Linked DNA regions of Capsicum annuum: region 1 is linked to region 2. The links are chromatin contacts, called in public Hi-C maps. All regions are on one chromosome and are shown on one strand. The core of a region is the stretch at or near the end of the contact, and the rest is flanking DNA. Distances in the headings are between cores, read along the strand shown.

The links. A called contact is a pair of places that touch in the nucleus more often than the background predicts.
Region 1: a Hi-C map of leaf shows a contact between it and region 2, with 2.9 times the contacts expected there. The contact joins two enhancer-like sites. A contact is called at or near these places in 2 of 5 Hi-C or Micro-C datasets (leaf and pericarp).

The regions. Positions count from the first base shown.
Region 1 is chr7:61,518,643-61,525,927 of UCD10Xv1.1, forward strand. No RefSeq gene overlaps it. Among protein-coding and RNA genes, the nearest start is that of LOC107877887, 94 kb to the left of the region's middle. Within about 2 kb of position 4,224, at least 1 of the 5 cell types and tissues checked has an H3K27ac peak or open chromatin away from gene starts, as enhancers often do. A contact at or near this core is called in leaf, where this site is marked.
Region 2 is chr7:61,205,517-61,212,331 of UCD10Xv1.1, forward strand. LOC107877924 (zinc finger protein VAR3, chloroplastic) reads left to right here. Exons shown (of 5, transcript XM_047393556.1): 3 at 777-1,060; 4 at 2,011-2,109; 5 at 2,216-4,263. The coding sequence ends at 3,920. Among protein-coding and RNA genes, the nearest start is that of LOC107877924, 28 kb to the left of the region's middle. Within about 2 kb of position 4,010, at least 4 of the 5 cell types and tissues checked have an H3K27ac peak or open chromatin away from gene starts, as enhancers often do. A contact at or near this core is called in leaf, where this site is marked.

The DNA of each region.
Region 1 (7,285 bases), core at 2,974-5,473, 310 kb after region 2:
TTAATACTTTGACCCGACCATAGACAAAAGTTTTCTATGGTATTTTTTATATTTAAGCAGTTGTACCTAATTGTGGTAGTCATAAGTACGAGATCATCAGTGAAAAAAAGGTGAGATAATAGGGGTCCCTGTCTAGAGACCCTTATTGGGTCCCACCTACAAGAGTTAAGGTCGTGGTTGATATTATGAGCAAGGACTTTGAGGCAAAGAATAAAGATGTATGGGTACATAGGGTACCCTTAACGAATACCCCTAGATGGGCTAAAGAACTCAGTCCTATTTCCATTTACCAAGACAGTCACCGAACAACTACATATGCAGGACATGATTAAATTAATGATGTTAAAAGGAAATTTGAAATAGAGAAGGGTGTGGTGGATAAAGGACCACTCCAGTTTATCGAAGGCCTTTTCAAGATCTAATTTCATAATGAGATTGCCCGTCTTACCTTTCAATTTCTTAAAATGTCTAACAATTTTCTGAATTATTATAGCATTGTCAGTTGCTTGCCTATTTTTAAGGAAGCTAGTCTGACAGGGTCCTATGATTTTTTCCATCAGAGGACGGAGCCTCTTAGATATAATTTTAGTGATGATTTTATAGAAGGTGTTGCTAAGACTAATAGGTCGGTAATTATGGAGTGTCTGGGCACTGCCACACTTAGGAATGAGACAAATATGAGTCGAATTAATGCTTTCCTCTATTTTTGATTCCTTAAAATCTCGGAAACAAAAGTTATAAACAGATTTACATACTATATCCTAATATTTCTGATAAAAGAAGGGATGGAGTCCATCCGAACCCAGAGCCTTAAAAGTTTGAAAAGAAAATACCACATCTTTAATTTCATCTTCTGACGACATTTTTTCAAGATCTTCCTTATCCATTTTTAATAGGCATACTTTCCCTTTAGGAATCATCAGTTTAAGAGACTTATGGAGATTTGATTTAGAGATTTTACTAAAATAACCATAAGTTTGTCTAATAATTCCTGCTTGGTGATGAATATAGGAATTATCCTCCAACCTTAGAGAGGCTATTCTATTTTTCTCCTTCATATTAGGGTAGACGTATGGAAAAATGTGGTGTTTGCATCACCCTCATTCAGCTAATTTACCCTTGATTTAAGCTTCCAGTAATCTTCTTCCATTTTAAGGATTAAGTGAACTCACCTATAAGGTCCTTTTCTAAATTCCTAAGGAATGAGCTATGGTAGTAATTATCAGATTTTTGAATACCTTGAATTCTACGGAGGAGCTTATCTCTACATTTAAAAATATTGCCTATACTTTTGCATGCCCATGCAGAAGCTTCACGTGCAAAGGAGTTAACAACACTTTCAAGCGTAGGGTTAGTTCCCCACACATGTGCAATGATATCAGTGAACTCTGGGTATATAGCCCACATTTTCCCTATTCTAGATATTCTTTTTTGTAGGGTGGGGTCATCATCGTACATAGTGAGAAGCAAGAGACAATAGTCTGAGTGAATATTAGGTAAATGGAGCACATGGGCATTCGGGTAGGCTACTAACCAATCATTTAAAGCAAGGATTCTATCTAGTCTTTCGAGGATTAGGGAATTACGATTTTTAAATCTCTTATTCATCCATGTGTACTTACTCTCTTTAAAACTTATGTCGATAAATTCACAATAATTAATGATGTCTAAAAAATCAGAAGAACAAGAGCGATCTACTAACTGACCTTTTTTTTCTGAGTTGGATATTACCTCGTTGAAGTCCCCTCCTATCAACCACTTGCCTTTAAAGTTGTCCTTTATGTTTTTAAGGTTTGGCCACAACACCCTGCATTTGCATCTGTATGTACTAAAATAAATGCAACTAAATAGCCAATAATTATGTTTATGTCTTACCTTGACAATAGCATGAATTTCCTGGTCTGTGGTGGCAATTTCATCCAGTTTCAGAAGAGAGTCATCCCACATTACAACCAACCCATCGGCATTTTCAATAGCGGACACTTCAATGATTCTATTGAAAGAGAAATAATTGAGAAGGAGCAGGTGATCCTGCATCTTTGTTTCCAATAAGGCTACAAGTTGTGGCTTGTGCCAGTCCACGAAGGATAAAAAATTCCTCCTAAAATCTTGCCCATTGGCTCCTCTACATTTCCATATTTTTAAATTCGTTGATATATTTCTCTGGGTAAGTTGATCAATGAAACTTCCCTTGAGGAGTTCCTCAAGGGGGAAGACTGGTGCATCGTTGTCGGGTTCATGACTAACACATAGTTCCCTACTTGGGGATTGAACAGGCGAAGAATGTCTATGGAGGTCTTTATTAAGTTTTGGGGAAAGATAAGAATGAATTTCTTGGCGTATTTGTCGTTGAATACCGATACTTTTATATCTTTCAACATTGTTATTTTGGTTCTTGTTTCTCATATAATCTTTAACGCTTCCTCTATTTCCTATGTTGAAGTGTTCGCAGGTCTCGGATGAGTTAAGTTGTTGTTTGGAGGTACTAGAGAAGACAATGTTACATTGTTTGGAACTTGGACTTGTGTATTCTCCAACGGATCAAGCGGGCTCAGCTGAGTTGACATCAGACCCTCTCTCATTGACCCCTGCATTTTCCAGTGGTGGTAAAACAAATTATGTCCATGAAGTTGTGATAATTTAGAGAATATGGTGGAGAGGTTGGGCTCATCGGAGGAGGTTAGGGCTTTTGTACCGGTACTATTGGAGTTTCCTAGGTTGGAATACGGAAGTAGGGGATGAATGGAATCTAGAGGTTCATCGGCGCCTGTAGTACTGTCGACATCTATAAATGGCTATTGTACAGCTCCATCGCACGCATCATCCCCTCCGAAATAAGATGTGCTAGAAGCTTCGGAGCGTAAATACAGAACATGACTTCCCTGCTCTCCATAAATGCAGTCATTACTAGAGCTTGTCCCTGCAGGCCATCTTTACCCAGGAAAATGGATTCAAATTTATTAGAGCTATGGGAGTGGAGTAGATTGGAGTGGAACCCTCCGGGAGACTCGACACTGGATAAAGGTGGACTAGTGGTAAGTAGATCTGAGTAATATTTGGGTTGAGAGGATTCATGGACGATGAGGTTGTTTGGTTTGTTCTGGGGGATCTGCGATGGAAGAATTGTCGTGGACGCCTCAACATTAATTATAAAGAGACCTTTTTTATGTTTGGATGAGTTATGTAATACTGGGATAGTATTTATTGTAGATTCTAATGTTTCCTGGATATTGGAAAAAATGTGGATAGGATATTTTGTGGGATCCTCCCCCAAATCTAGTAAGTTTATACTTGGGATTTGTTTACTGTTTGTTGTATCTTTAATATGTGGTGCTCCACTAAAAGTGTTATTTTGGCTTATTAATTATGTGGATACAGAGTTGTGCACGTGTAGGTCTAGATGATATGGAAAAGATTTATTGGAGAGTGGGGCGGAAGTAAAGGGATTTGATGGTTCTTCGTCCCCTAAAACTAAAGTAGGGGCCAGCGTAGGTATTAGTCTATGGGAGGGAGCATTTACTGTTTTGAGCCCTAGGGGTAGTTTTGGATTTTCCTATATTCTTTATTTCTCGAGGTTGCATTGGGAACATGGAGAGCAGCCTCATTGTGCTAGAGATCGAAGGAATTAGACATTCTGATTGCTTCGTTAGTTGGAATGGCGGATTTTCCAATTTCAATGTGGGTTTGCTTTGTATTTGGTATTTTGGGTAGTATTAGATCTTTGTTTTTAGAAATATATTTATAAACTCGATGATCTAGGTACTTACCCATATTTGCATTGTAAATTTTGACATTAATGCCTTCATTTAGTGCTTGATTAGCCGTTGTACGGCCCTTGGTGGGGGTATGGTATTACCTTTCTATGCTATTTGCGAATTCTTTTTCTGCTTTATTTTTTGGCGGTTGTGGAAAGTAACCACATGTCATTCATGTTCTCTCACGGGCTTTTTGCATTCTTTTGATATCAGTGGCGTCTCTCTTGCCTCGAGTTGCATTTAGGCCGTTGGGGATTGGGATGTGCAATTTGCCAGTGGTATCTTATCATTTTGCAGTTTGTGTAGAGTATATCCGCCCCTTATAGACAATCTTTTGCTTGAGTTGCCCTATGAAAATATGTGTTTTAATCAAATCCCTAAGAGCACTTTGACACATGTACGGGCGTATCGACCTCTGAGGGTAGAGGACGCACAAATTTCTGTTTTAACCAGGTTGCCTAATTTACTGGCTGTTTTTGACAGAATGATGTGGCCGGAGCATTCCGTTGGTAATTCGGGGAGGCGAATCCAAATTTCTGAGTAGCTTTCACTGGGTGAGGACGCAACAAAATTTGGGCGTCATTTTCTTACTGATAGGAAGGCTCCGTTAATGAACCACGGTCCTTTTTGTATTGCAATGACCATATTCTCTTCTTTCATGAATTTAACAATGAAGTAGTCATTATCTAGGTCAATGAGTATTAACTCTTCACTAGGCTTCCACAGTTGCTTAAGTCTGTGTTTAAGATACTCATAACTTATTTTGATTTTGGTCAATTTAATTATGATCGAATAAGACCATTGTCTATGTATTCTAGCTGTGTCCTCCTTCGTCAATAGTATACTATCCGGGTTTTGGTTATCAATTTATCCTATGTCATTATCCATATTGTGAGTTATTTGTGGTAGCTCCAGTACACTAGACTGGCTGAAGGAACTGTCTGGGATAGTGCAGTAAGGTAGTTCATTTGTTGTGATGGGGAAGAATTTGTTTGCTCATGCTTGGATCTGTCCAACATTTTGTGATCTGGTGGATCTGGCTGAATGGAAGCCATGTTAGGTTAGAAAAAAGGCGTATAGAGTTTGAGGGTAATTCCTGAGAGAAGTTAAACCTTCTCTCTCTACTACTATTTGCAAGAATAATTTTTTTTTTTAATTGGATAAAACTCCAATATTATTTTTATTAATAAATCATTGGGTACTAGCCAAAAAAATAATAATTACTTATTATATTTAAATTTCTTTGAAAGATTAATTTATTTCTTATTATTTAGTGAGGGAGAATCCCTCGCTATAGTAAATTCAATATTAGTTTTTTATCATCACCATAATTTAGCAAAGGATATCCCTCTTTACCTTCTAAAAAAGTTAAAAGTTAAAATATTTAACTTGCACGCGGGATAACATCGCAAAATCCCTTACAATAATGACATATATTTTGTCTCTCACTAACATTGGCAGCTAATAGCCAAGTTTTTAGTAGTAATTGTAATATATTACTAAGAAAATTTCATAACTAAATACATTCTGACTATAAATGCTGAAGTCTAATGACCATGAATTAAATTGGGCAGACTTAGGGGTGTCAAACGGGCCGGGCCGGGCCAACTCGGAACCGGCCCTTCCATTTTAACCAGGTTGAGGGCCGGGTTTGACATTATCCAGGCCGGGTTGGGTCGGGCCAAACAGTAAAAAAATTAAAACCACCCTAATCCAGCCCACTTAACCCAACCCGATCAAACCCGGTTAAAAACCGGTCAAACCCGTTTAAAAAATAAATAAAAAATTCAATATACACTATATACACTCCAATATACAATATATATTTTTAAAAAAATATATAAACAATTACACATATATACGTATCATTCAATATATAATTATATATGACTATACGTACTACTTTAAATAAAACATATACTATAATAGTATAATATATATATATACATTACAATATATATATATATAGATAGATAGATAGATATAGATATAGATATAGATATATATATACTAATTTATAAAACATATACACATGTATACGTTAAATATATACTACTTTAGAAGATATATACACATATATATGCACCATTCAATATATATGTACTACTTTAAATAAAATATATACTACAATATACATATATATATATACAACAATATGTATATATATATAGTTACATACTAATTTATAAAACATATACACTTGTATACTTTAAAGATATACGTCTATAGAAGATATATACGCATATATACGCAACATTCAAGATATATGTACTACTTTAAAAAAAGTACATACTGCAATATATATACTAATTTATAAAACATAAAGTAATGTATACGTTAAATATACACGTCTATGGAAGATCTATTCACATATATACACTCTATTCTATGTATATGTAATACTTTAAATGAGATATACTACAATATATATACATTACAATATATATTTGTATAGTTATATACTAATTTATGAAACATATACACATGTATACGTTAAATATACACGTCTATAGAAAATCTATTCACATATATACACTCTATTCTATGTATATGTAATACTTTAAATCAAATATACTATAATATATATACATTACAATATATATTTGTATAGTTATATACTAATTTATAAAATATATACACATGTATACATTAAATATACACGTCTATAGAAGATCCATTCACATATATACACTCTATTCTATGTATATGTAATACTTTAAATGAAATATACTATAATATATATACATTACAATATATATTTGTATAGTTATATACTAATTTACGAAACATATACACATGTATACGTTAAATATACACGTCTATAGAAGATTTATTCACATATATACACTCTATTCTATGTATACGCACCATTCAATGTATATATACTACTACTTATAAAATATACTACATTATATATACATTACAATATATATATACATATACTTATATACTAATTTATAAAACATATACACATGTATACGTTAAATATACACTTCTATAGAAGATATATACACGTGTATACGCACCATTCAATGTATATATACTATTACTTATAAAATATACTACAGTATATATACATTACAATATATATAGATATACTTATATACTAATTTATAAAACATATACACATGTATACGTTAAATATATACTTCTATAGAAGATATATGCACAAATATACAAAACATATGCTACTTAATATAATAAATTAATAATATTTGGTAGTAAATTAATAATATATTAGAAGTAAGTTTTTAATTTAAAGTAGAAAACTAGAAATTCAATTTAAAATTTTAAATCGTTAAATGAAAAAAAATAAAAAAACAAGGACTAAGGAGTGAATGAATTTGGGGAATTTTATTGATTGCAAAATAATCCAAAATTTATAATTTACATGAATGAAAAATCTATAAATTATGCAGCATTTTTTCCAACCCATTCATGTTAATATTAATGGGAACTTGCATAGGATAGTCGAAGTCAACGGGGGCAAAACCATGCATTGGACTTGATTCTGCTGAGTTCTCCCGTGA
Region 2 (6,815 bases), core at 2,760-5,259:
GACGAAATTCCATCACTTTTTTGATCGTTAGAAAATACCTTCTCGCCAGAAAAAATGGTGGCTAACATACCTTCTCCTTTTTACCCTTTTTTAAATCTCTTTATCATTTTTATCGAAAAATAAACATCGACCGTGATAATATCCACCACCATCCCATTAACGGAGAAGAAGAGGAAGGAAAAAATAAGACCCCATTAATGAAGAAGAAACGAAGGAGACACAAAAGAAAAAAATAGTAAAATAGAAAAAGAAAAAAGTGGAAAACATAGCACATGACATTTTTCAATTTGTTGGTGCAATGATTTTTTTCCCCTCACGCGCCTCTCCTTCTCTTGTGTGTTAAAATAAATAGGCTGAAAATGGGTCAAAAGGGATTAATTTTAGTGGTTTTAACTAGTTTTGTGGGGTAATTGGATGCCTGCAAAATTTAAGTGTGATTTTGAAAATCTGGGACAACTTCAATGGTGAATTATGTCTTTTCTCTAGTTAAAAATAGTTGTCTTTTGATACTTCTTTGTTAGCTATCCAGTGTCCTGTAATTTGCTTCTTACATCTCTTGACTATTTCTTGACCCCTTGGAGAAAACTGAAGGCAATACTATATTGAACTGTCGTAACAATTTTCTCTTTCCAATTTTTTAGCTAGTTACGGAAAGTTAACTGTAGTAGTTGCACCTTTTAATACACATCTGATATACTGTTGCTGACCATTGTTTTTCCTCTTACTTTTTGGTTATGTATTTTCCTTTTGGAACTTAATCTCGATTGAAATTTCAGGTGCTGGATTGTGACAACGCAAACACGCTTGATCTCATGAAATACATATTGAGTTACGCGAGTAAATCCACTGTTTCTTCAGAAAAAAACACTCTCTATAGCAGGGAACTTATAGAATCATCTTGCCGGAATCTTCTGCGTGAGTTGGTTGAAGTGAGCTGCGGAGCTTCAGCAGTGAACCTGCCTCCTGCAGAGCAATATCACTTCTCAGGTAGATATGGACAAACACCAACACCTATTAGACAAAATATTGTAATGAAGAGAGGCGACTGGATATGCCAAAAGTATGTACAATGTCTTGTTCTGGCCTTTCTTGTTTCTAAAATTCTTGTTATTGGTTTGTAGTCTGTTACTGTTTCAGCTTTGTGCCCCATATTTTTTAGGAGACAAGCGCAACCCCCTTTATAGTGGCCCTTCATTTTCTTTAGTGAATTCCGTTAGGACATGAAACAACATTATACTCTCCTATTAATATATACATTAAAAAATATTCATGCATAAAAAGTGTATCATGAGGAGACCAGGGAAATTCCACTTCCAGTTGTCCATCATTTTCTTGACGAAGTCCGTTAGGACATGAAAAAACAGTATATTCTCCTATTAAAAGGTTTCCAATTTGCTTGAAGATGATCTTAAGACTATTATATATAGTAAACTCATTTCTCTTTCTTGTTATTTGTTCCTCTCCTTTATACTGTATCGTCTTGTTTTCCATAAGTGTGGGAATACACTGGGTTTGTTGTTGTTATCTTGTTTTCCATGAGCAAAGAAATCTGCTGATTTAGTTTACTGCATCAAGTAATCTTATGGATGTGTTGATAGTACCTAACATAGTCCTGTCTAGAATTTGGAGATACTTGTGTGTGTGGGGTGGGTTGGGTGGGTGGGGGGATGCTGCTGTTTTTCTTTGGCGTACATATTATGGTGAAATGAAGTTAGATGGGATTGTTCCCGGAGCAGAAGTGGAAGGGGTGCAAGCATTTCGGATCAACATTTTCAGTCCGTTGGGGATTAGACAGAAAAGTAGAATATTACTTTCCATTTTTGTTGTCTTTCAAGCTGTTTCTTTCATCTTCTTCTAGCTCTACCAAATAACGGAATGTGCTGACCCCAAAGAAAAATTATTTCTGTCCTCCTTACTCTTTCTCCTTCCCTTATTCTTAAGCTTGTTAATTTGTTGGTTCTTGTACTTGGATAATCTTTAACAGTCCAAAACTGCATGCATATTGAGCAGGTGCAATTTCATGAACTTTGCAAGAAATAGCAAATGCCTTGAATGCGAGGAACCTAGGCCAAGGAGACAACTGACAGGCGGGGAGTGGGAATGCCCTCAGTAAACACCAAGTCTTCTTTTTATGTATTTCAGTCATTAGCTCTTTGCATTTCATTATCATGTAGGATGTGTTTTTAAATTTTTTATTATTGCGTTGATATCACAGATGTTATTTCTTCAATTATGGGAGGAATGTTGTCTGCCTGAGATGCGACTTCAGAGGACCATCTGCGGTTTCACCTAAAACTACTCACTCCAGTGCAGAGGCTGGGTACAATGGGAACTCTGGGCATCCTAATGGAATTGATCTTAAGTTGGCTGAGAATGACGAGAAGGCACAGCGGTGGTTTTCCAAGGTTTCTCAGATCAACAGCGCCTCTGATATGGACAGTGCAGCGGCTGATGAAGACTTTCCTGAAATAATGCCGCTAAGGAAAGGAGAAAATAAATTTGTTGTGAGCACAAGGAAAGCACCCTTGGAAAGGAGGTTGGTCAACATTCAATACAAAAGAAACTTTGGAAACAGTGGGATCCCAGAAGGTAACACTTTGACTGGTGGTGCACATGGTATCCTTGACTCATCAATGAAGCAGAATATGGATCAAATATCTGGAACAAGTTCTAAGGGCAATGCTGCTGACAAAAATAGTGAGTCAGCCATTCACTATAATGGCAAAGGTTCTAACTATGTTCCTTTTGTGCCATTACCAACAGACATGTTTAAGAAAAAGAATCAAACTTCAGTAATGGATGAGGAAGTGAAGGAAGAAGTTGGTGTCTCTCACATTCCTGAGGTTAGTCACCAAACTTGTTCAGCAAGTCTTGGCAATGACCTTGGAAAGTTCATGGAGAACTTGCAGTCTAATTGTCCACTGGGTGAGGATAAAGAGAGAGAACAAGCTAGGTCAGACGGCTGGTCCAAGAAAACTGCAGAGCTGCATGATGTCGAAGACTTACAGAGTGCCATCTCTGGTGATGAATTCCCAGAGATTATGCCAATGCGTAAAGGAGAAAACAGGTTTGTAGTTAGCAAGAAGAAAGATCGTTCTTTGACTTCTCCAATGTACAAAAGGCAAGTGGCCATGGAGCAGGCAAACAAAAGTACCTTTGTCCCATTTGTTCCCTTCCCTCCAGGCTACTTTAAGAAAACAGACTCACAACAGGTAGTTATCACAGATTCTTTCTCTGTGTCTAGGGTTGAAACTTCACCTACATCCAGCAACTCAGATCACTCTAGGTCACCCTTGAATCCTTTTTCCAAAACCTATTGTGAGGAGGCAGATGTTGAGAAGACACAGTTGGATGATCCTGGAAAGTTCACAAATGGCATCACTGCACGGACACCTGATGATCAATTTACAAGTTCAAGGTTTGTAAGTTCAAATTTTTCTGGGCATCAGGAGGTTCCTTGTGATGGAAATTCAGTCAGGACCTCTCTTTCTTCAGATGCTTCCGGCAGTGATAGTAGTGTAAGTAGAAACTCCGTGAAAGTGGATGTATCCCCATCCGAGACTTTGGGAGCAGATTCACCCCAGCTGCTTGGAAACCAGATTGTTGGAAATGGATGGACAGGAAAGAGTTTGGAGGGATCTGCTCTGAAGGAACCAGATCCCTTAGACATGTCTGAAGAAGCCAAAGCTGAGAGGTGGTTCCGACGTGTTGCTCAGATAAAAGACATATCTGAATTGAATCAGATCCCAGATGAAGACTTCCCATCAATTATGCCAATGCGCAAAGGAGTTAACAGGTTTGTGATGAGTAAGCGGAAAACTCCTCTTGAGAGAAGGTTGACATCGACTCAGTACCGGAGAAATCTTCCCATTGTGAGTTCTGATCCCATGAAAAGAGAAAGAGACGATAGTGATAAATGAACCAACAGAGACACCGTGCCAAAGTTCTTGCAAGGCAAATTTTTCTTCGGTTGATTTTCTCAGCGCATTCAAGCTGATAAATCATTATGCACTTACTGTACGTGCAACTTCGCACAGTTGTGGCTTATTCACTGTAACAAATTGCATATACATATATGAATGGAAGCCAACAGGTTGGGTTCTTGGTCTGTCTCTGGTATTCATGGTCTCCAACTTTACCAGTTGTGCCGTTGTTGACTGACTCATGTCTGTATTAATCTTCAAATGCTAGTTCACTCGGGTTGTTTGAATTAACTTATTTTTTTAGTGCTTTTAGCTTTTTAAGTATTTTTTTATTTTTAAAAGTGTTTGGCAAGAATCACTTTACTTTACCTTGAAAAGTAAAAAAAAAAAGTCAAAAGATTGTTACGTACTTTAAGCTGATACTCCCTCCGTCTCATTTTATGTGTTGCTATTTGACTGGACACGAAATTTAAGAAATAAGAGAAGACTTGGTAATGTTTATCAAATTGTCCTTTATAAAAAAAATGTGTTCGTGAGACCCACCAAAGTACGAAAGCTAGGATCTTTTAGAAAACGGATTCCTATTCAAAGAGTGCATAATCACAGTTCGGGCATTATTAAATATGGGACTATAGAAATGCATTCAGTCATCAAAAAAGAGGATTTGATTGAGTATCGAGGAGTCAAGGAATTTCGGTCAAAATACTTCGGTACTTCCTGATACTGTATTTGAAGCAGTTGTTCGAATTTCATTTCACCACCAAGGCATCTTGAAAGTGAGTTGTATTCCATGAATATGATAGGCAAATTTACCCGACTTAGAGGCAATCAAGAAAGCTGCATAAGTTTTTTTTTTAATTAAGTGGGATCAATAAGGGTAAAAGTGGAATTGTATCTTTAAATAGTTACCAAATAAGAAAAAATGACATTTTTTTTTTGAGACAGACAAAAAAGAAAATAATAACACATAAAATGAAACGATGGAGTAGCTTTTAAGCAATTTAAAATAAGTTCATCCAACCACCCCTTAGGTTTTGTTTTACATATTATAGCACATAAGAATTATAGAGTTAACTAGCATCCACTGACAGTGGATACGTTTTTTTTAGACACTTGAGTAACTTATAATAGATAAGGTTTTCAATTAATCTTATATTTTAATATTTAAAAAATAAACAAAGAAAATAGTAGCGTAAGGCAAGGACTTAAAACAAAATATTTCATAGACGAGTTTGTCGTGGATTATGATTTCCCGTTCATTATTTCTTCAACAAAACAAATCACCAACATATACCATTTTTAAGCAATCACTGCTGTTACATGAGCACCTTTTACTAATTTTTTTTAATTTCAGATTTTAGAGGTTTGCAATAAACTTGATTCAATGTACAATTGATTCTCTTTTGTTAAGTATAATAATCACCAAGATATACCATTTTAAGCAATCACTACTGTTCTACATTATCACTCTTTACTATTTTTATTTTTAATTTTTAGATTTTAGAGGTGTGCAGTAAACTTGATTCAATGTACAAGTGATTTTCTGTTGTTAAGTATAATATTAATTTTAAGATAAGAACTGCGAGGATTTGTGCCAAAAAAACAAAACGCTAACACTTTGTTTGGATGGTTGTTACGTATTGCTTTATAATGTATTATATTGTGTTGTTGTTTTGTATCGTACTTTATTATTTTAAGGAATCCAACATTTGAATAGATAGTTGTATCATCTTCTGTCATTACACAATATCACACATCAACAATCTGATGAATAAACCTACAAAAAGAGCAAGGTACGAGGTACAGTTACTATAAAAAGGTAGAATAAGTTAATAAAAAGAAGAGAAGTATAAGTTATAAGTTAATAGTAAGTGTAGATGAAATGAAAAAAAAAAAAAATATAAGGTAACAATTGTTACCCGACCCAAATTAAAAAAAAAAGGATAAATTACACAAATTCCATACTTAAGAGACTATATTATCGAATATCCCCAACTTTTTTAAAATTTACATAAAATCTCATTTTTCAACTTAACTTTTGATACATATCAAGAAAACTCCACATCCTATTTTTACTCCACCATTAACTCATTCAAGATTTTCTTCCCTAAAATATCTCCCTAATTATCAACAATTAGATCATCTTTCTTCCTGATTTTTTCTCTTCCATTAATGCTTAAATCATCTTTATTCCTGATTTTTTCTCCTCCATTAATGCATACAACTTTTTTTTTTCTTCTCCTAAAATCTCTCCCATTTTTTTTTTAAATCTATCGATACATATATAAATTTATTTAGTTATTCATACATGTTTAGATTTTTTAATGGTGAATGATAAATATGATATTATTATATGGGTTTTATGGTGATTCATACGATAGATACATTTTGTATGATTTTAACGGGTGATACATATGATATTAGTAGGTGATACATATTGTATTATGATGATTCATATGGTAGAGATAATTATTGGTCGATTCATATGATATTAATGGGTGATATATATGGTATTATAGTAATTCATATGGTAAATACAATTATTTATTTCAATTATTGGGTGATTCATATATATGGTATTATGGTGATTCATATGGTAGATGCAATTATTTATTGACAATTATTTATTTCAATTATTGGGTGATTCATATGATATTAATGGGTTATATATATGGTATTATGTTGATTCATATGGTAGATACAATTATTTATTTTAATTATTGGGTGATTCATACGTTATTAATGAAAGATAATGGTGTAGTCAGTGTAGGAAACAAAAGTAATAATATTTTAAAAAAAAAGACTAAAAGTAGAATTAAAACATAATTAAAATTAAATCTAAAAAAAGAGACTAAAATTAAAGACGGAAAAAGAGTAAAAAGACCCCAAAAA